2 separate regions of the Mus musculus genome follow, and region 1 is linked to region 2. A link is a contact called in public HiChIP or PLAC-seq data. All regions are on one chromosome and are shown on one strand. Each heading gives the region's core, a stretch centred on a gene start, on an enhancer-like site or on the middle of the called end of the contact. The rest is flanking DNA. Distances are from core to core; before and after follow the strand shown.

What was found. HiChIP or PLAC-seq counts read pairs in DNA pulled down with a chosen protein or histone mark.
Region 1: an H3K4me3 HiChIP or PLAC-seq map of bone marrow-derived macrophages shows a contact between it and region 2, with 4 times the contacts expected there. The contact joins the enhancer-like site here to the promoter of Sirpa in region 2. A contact is called at or near these places in 1 of 39 promoter capture datasets (hippocampal neurons), 15 of 484 Hi-C or Micro-C datasets (adipose-derived mesenchymal stem cells, bone marrow-derived macrophages, cerebral cortex and 10 more), 6 of 115 datasets of contacts at active chromatin or transcription factors (the HPC-7 cell line, bone marrow-derived macrophages, embryonic stem cells and 2 more) and 2 of 9 other capture datasets (adipose tissue and pancreatic islet).

Annotation. Positions count from the first base shown.
Region 1 is chr2:129,557,515-129,560,596 of GRCm38.p6, reverse strand. No RefSeq gene overlaps it. Among named protein-coding and RNA genes, the nearest start is that of Gm14041, 8.0 kb to the left of the region's middle. Within about 2 kb of position 1,601, at least 33 of the 459 cell types and tissues checked have an H3K27ac peak or open chromatin away from gene starts, as enhancers often do. A contact at or near this core is called in adipose tissue, adipose-derived mesenchymal stem cells, bone marrow-derived macrophages and 3 more, where this site is marked.
Region 2 is chr2:129,591,512-129,594,377 of GRCm38.p6, reverse strand. It overlaps Sirpa (signal-regulatory protein alpha), which reads right to left and starts at 1,539. Exons shown (of 9, transcript NM_001355158.1): 1 at 1,303-1,539; 2 at 684-774. The coding sequence starts at 765.

The DNA.
Region 1 (3,082 bases), core at 352-2,851, 34 kb after region 2:
TTTAGGAATAAATACCACACAGCTATAAGTAATATACTTATATCACTATATAAGTAATAATTCTTTCTACTTATGAGTATTTTAATACTGTAGGGCTATAATCTGTTTGCTCTGTAAAGCAAGGAAGTCTAAGGTAGGACACCTGTGGCCAGTGTGACACTGACGTCACTGGGGACCGAGGCTCTGTTTGCCATCTGTTCTATGTCTAACAGGTAACTTGCTATCTTCATTCTTGGTGCTTTGCAGTTATAAAATGGCTTGGGGGATGGGTCTCAGGAAATGCACCCCTTTTCTGTGCAGGAAATAGAGGGGAAATAAATGTTGCTGAAGGAGCTTTGTAACTCACAGTAACACCCGACTATACATAAATCTTACTGGCTAGATCCATGCCATGTACCACGCCTAGTCAGAGGGAAAATGAATGCTGTTTCTCTGAAACCACTAAAACAGGAGCTTTTAGCTATGGGAAGGCAGCTGTGCACACATGGTAACTCCCTGGACGTGCAAATCTTCTTTGTCTATGAATGCTGATAATTTACACTTCTGTAAAGAAAACCCACCTACCTCTAATAACATATGATCAAGACATGAGCTGTGTAGGCTACAGTCCCACTCTGCCAAGTGCCAGCTGTGGTGTCTCAGCTCCTGTATCCTCTCTGTGTCTCTACTTGCTTCACTGTAAAATGGAGAATTGTTGTTCCCCAATGGAGGTGTTTACCAGGATGAAAATAAGAAAAAAAAAATGAAAAAGAAAAGGTTCCAGAAAGAAAGTTGAATCATGTCTGACCTGTTTTGAACATCAAAGAAAAGTCGATGCAATCACTATTGTTATCTCTTTGTGACTTCAACCACCACGGTGATGAGGTTATAGAGAAAGATCACAATTGTTATTGTGATTGTGGTCCCCAATGTGAGTTTTTTTCCTGTGGCTAGAAACAAGGCCTAGTGTCCTAAGGCATGGCCCAGCTCTGCCTGACCTGTTGGTGGCTTCAGACAAGCCCCATTGGCAGCTAGGTACTCCCTTGATAGGGGAAGAGTCTGGCCCCACCAGTGGTCTGAAATGCCTCAGGTATAGCCTCCGCCTCTGGTTTGAACCCTACTGTAGAGGACTGGGAGGAGGGGAGGCCCTGATAAAGCTGGAGGCCTCTCCCTCATGGGCTGAGGTCTCTCTGCTCAGACACCTCCTTCCTATGTCTGGTTCCTGGCTCCTTCTCCCTATATTCATTCTCTCCTGACACTTCCTTCTGAGACTTTTTTTCTTTCACAGCCTACTTCCTGTGGTGATAGGCCAAGCCTTGGGGAGGGGGTCCCTCTGGGCTAATGCCCACAGAGTCCTAGGAGGAGCAATGGGAGGGAGGGAGGGAGGTATTTTCTGGAAGGGTGACTAGGAGGCTCTTCTGTCCCCTAAAAAGAGCTTGCCTCCTCACTTCTGGTGATCAGCAAGCTCCCATTCCTTTCGATGCCTCAGTTTCCCCACCTGTTCAACTGAAGATCTGAGAAGACTGGGTTTGGATAACTAGGCACGTGTGACACCTCAAGACAGTATCTGAAATGCACTGTCCTCACACTGACCCTTGATATAGGAAGGGGACAGAGTCCATAGGGCTCCAAGTAATTCTATCCCTGCACCACTAGGCAGGGCAGCTGGTCTTTGTCTACTTCTCACACAGCATCGAGTGAAATTTTCAACACAACATTTTAACTCCAACATTAAAATGAAGAGTCTGACAGCAGTAACCAGCAGGTATAGATTTACCACGTGCCGGGCATTTTGCTAAAATGTTTCACACATATTAATTTATGATGTAATCCTTCAGTAACGCAGTGAGCAAAGCACTATTAATAGCTTAAATTTGAGTAACGAGCAATTGAGTAACTTACCCAAGGCGGCTCAGCAGATCAGGGAATCTGAGAACAGCCCACTTGGCTCTAAACTACCGCTATTTGTTTGTTTGGGGAGGGTGGGGGAGGGTGGTTAGCTCATCTTTTCTGATGTTGGAATCTTGTTTGCAGCATTCTCTCCAAATTCTTTGCTTGGCTTTGGCTTGTACACCTGCAGGGACGGAGAGCTCACTACCTCCCTGGGGAATCTAGTTCTAGCAGCATCAGTATGAAAACACTCCCTCAAGTTTGTGGAGTGCTTAATAAGTCTTCAAGACTCAGAGTGGTTTCCTGGGAAACCGAGCAGCTTGCTCAGCCCCCAGGGACGTGGTGTGGTCTGGATTACAAGTGAAAAAATTTAGAAGGAGCCAAAACCCTCACATTTTGTTGCCACAGGAGAGAGGGCACATTGTGGACCCAAACGCAGAGACTTATTATGTGAGATGCTCCAGCCTTGAGCTTAGTCCATTATGTGCTGCTGTGCAGAATCCTGCAGATTGGCTGATTCATAAATAGGGACGTTTGTTTGGAGCCTTTGTGGTGGCAGCCATAATCTTGGCAATCAGGAGTAGAGGCAGGAGGATGATGAGTTTGAGGCTCCACCCTGAAGGCTAGTCTGAAGAAACTCAGGGATGTAGATGGGACCTTAGCACAGTGTGTATGAAAGTATCATCTTCAGCATTGCCAGACGAAAGTTGACTTGGCTTATGGGTCTAGAGCAGGGGTTCTCATCCTGTGGGTAGAGACCCCTTTGGAGGGTCTCATGTCAGATATCCTGTATATCAGATATTTACATTGTGATTCATCACAGAAGAAAAACTACAGCTATGAAATAGCAACAAAAAATCATTTATGGTTGTGGGTCACCAGAACACAAAGAACTGTACGAAAAGGGTCACAGCATTGGGAAGGTTGAGAACCACTGCTCTGTGGGCTATGAAGACCACAGTCAGGGAATTGGCCCTCTGATGGATATCTTCTAGCTGCTGCCACAGAAGGAAGAAGGACGAAAGAAAACATGCCCATGTGCACTCAGACGATAGACAGACAGACGACAGGCAGACAGATGAGAGCACTAGATGGAATTCTTGTTTCAATGCTTGCTTTCTCAATATTCCATGCAGGAGTGACACTCTCATGATGCTAACATTTGGCTCTGCCTCTGATGCTGTGACAGGGGGATTACAGATCATGCTTCTTA
Region 2 (2,866 bases), core at 290-2,789:
TGGAGACAGCCAGGTGTTTGATGTAGGCCAACAAAGAAGACAAGCTCAGAGCCACAGGTACATGCTGGAACTGCAGGGAGCTACTGGAAGCCTGCCTAAGGAAGGCAGGGGGGTGGCGGGGAGGAGACCATCCAGAGAGGGCTGTGCCCACCACAGGTAAATCCACTGTGTCTCCCAAGGGTCCGTGGATTACTCCGGCCTCTCTTCCTGTCTCTACCTCCATACACTAACCCTGCTTGCTCTGGTACTAGGGCGAAAGCTCACTCTTCCCCCATCCCAACAGCTCAACAGCGCGCCCAACCTCTGCCCCGACCCTCTCTCCAATCAAGTCTAGCAAGGGAGCATATGGGGAAACCAGGAGCCCGATTGCCCAAAGCAATTGCCAGTCTGCTTCCCCATTCAGGTTTGGCAAAGGGTACGGTAAACCAACTCATTCCTATACCCCGCAGCCCAACGCTGGGCTACCCAGTCACAGTCCACAAGGCAGATCCGGATAAGAAGAGTTCTATCCCGGCTTCTAGCCTAGGCTATGTGACCTTGGGCAAGTGGCTGACCCTCTCTGGGCCTCAACTCTGCATCTGTAACCCCCGTTACAGGGATTTGTCGACATTAGCTTAGCGACAGTGTGCGGGGCCTGAGCCCGCAGCTTGGGGAGGGTGGCAGTAGGAGCTGAGGGTGCTTACCTGTACAGAAACAGGACGCGGAGAGCAGCAGGCAGAGCAGCAGCGGCCCTAGGCGGCCAGGGGCCGGGCCGGCGGGCTCCATGGGCCGCGGCTGCAGAGCAAGGAGGGAGAGCGGCGGTGAGCGCGCTCGGCAGGCGGGCGGGCGGCGCGGGCGAACGACTAAGGCCCCTCCCCCTCCGCTGCCCCCCAGCGCCACCGCCCGGCGGGGTGATCTGACCCCCTCCCACAATGAGACGCCGCCGAGCGGGGAGACTCCGGGAGCGTGACGCCGGGCCAGGCCGGCGGGAAAGGGGAGCGGACCCGAGGGAGCCAGGCGCAGAGCCAGAGGCACGGGGGCGGGGGAGCGGATAGCGAGGGAGAAGGAAAGAGGGGGAGAGGAAGAGGGAGAGGGAGCGGGGACGGAGATCGGAGAGCAAGCGCGAGCGGGGACAGCTCGCAGAGCGAGTGCGGGCTGTGCGGAGCCGTCGCGAGGCCAGCGCGAGGGCGGCCCGGCCGAGCGCCCCCTCCTCGCGCCCGCACCTTCCCGCCCGCGCCCCAGTGCGCCCCGCGAGCTGCGCCGCCCGCCTCGGCTCTGCGCGAGCCCGCTCTGCCCGTGCGGGTCCCCGCCAGCCGCTCGGACCTGCGCCGCCGCGCGCAGGGCTGCCAGGCGGTGGAAGCACCGCTCCCTCTGCCCAGAGGCTGGCCGCGCACCACTTTGCGCAAACTTGTTTTTCTGAGGTCGGCGCGGCGGGCTGGCTACTTGGTCCTCTTAAGGTGGACTGGGGAAGTGGCGGCCGATCGCCCCCTGGTCTCGGCCTCTCACCCGGCCAGTCCTTAGACTCCAGTGGGCAAGAGGCTGCCCGCGGCAGGGGAGCTTGCAAGGGTGGAGAGTGGAGGGGGCGGGGAGGTTTGCTTTCTGCCCCTCCCCGAGAGGCCCTGCTTGTGTGTCCCAAAGCCGAAGGTCGGCCTCCGGGTGGGCGTGAGTCCTAGGGGCCCAAATCTTTCCTAGCTGGCCCCGAGGTATAGCAAAAGCAGGAAGTAAATGCAGGGGGAAGGGGGAGAGGAAGGAGAGAGTGATGGTACAAAAATAGCGTGTGTGTAGGAAGGACTTCAGTGCCTCTTGGTAAAGACGCGCTGGGGGAGAGGAGCAGCAAAAATGCTGTGGCAGGGAAAGGAGAGGGGCAGGGCTGGGCCCTAGGGAGGAGACAGACCAGAGGCCTTCTATCAGGGAGAATAGATTGGAGGTGGAGAGGGCCCAGGCAGCACTGTACTAGGAGAGACCTGGGCTGCAAAATAGTTACCCTAATGAGGAAGAGGAGGGACAGGAGAGCCTATCCCAAAGGACAGAGCCTCTGGATGCAAAATGTACCCTAGCTCTGGATTTCCATGAGCTAGGTCAGGTGCTTGGTTAATCGGCAGAAGGCTGGGCACCAAGGCAGGGAAGAGGAATCAAGACCCTCTCTTATTAACTGGAGAGTTTCTGAGTTGGAAGTTCAGAGATAGCAAATTTTGCTTCTCACAATGGTGGTTGAGGGACATAATGAAGCAAGACAGGCCCTACTGGCCCATCCTCTCAATAAAGAGGATGTTTAGGGGCAGAGGAGTGGAGGATGATTGCCTAATGATGTAGAAAGCCCCTTATGCAATGGTGCGCGCGCACGCACACACACACCACAGAGTCCTCTGCACCCATGACCAAAAGCCTGGGAGATTTTTTAGTTTTTTTTCTTTCTTTTCTTCTTTTATTGTTTGTTTGTTTGTTTGTTTTTGAGAGGCAGGAAGGGTGCATCTGTTGAACCCAGGACCCAGCTTCCAAGCCTTAGATCGTTCCTCCTGGTCTAAGAAGCTGCAGTCTTGGAGAAAGACCTTGTTTCTGTGTCTCTGCTCTTTTTAAAGCAGACCAGGCCAACATAAGCAGCGACCCAGAACTGCCACTGGGAGAGTTACATGAGCTGATATTTGCACTGCATTTTAAGAAGAGCCTACCATGTACCAAGGGCAAGGACAGTGTTTGAGAAGTGTTTGGCAGCAGCAATCCTTAAGGGACCATGGGGCAGCCCTAGCAGGAAGATTAGTTGTATTTCTTTGGACCTAGGGGATTACAAGAACTCACTTGCAGACTGGGAGAAGGTGCAGGGGAAGACAAGAATGAACAGAGGAGGTCTTGTAGGGAGTGTAGGTTACAAGTGCACATGTGTGTCAGC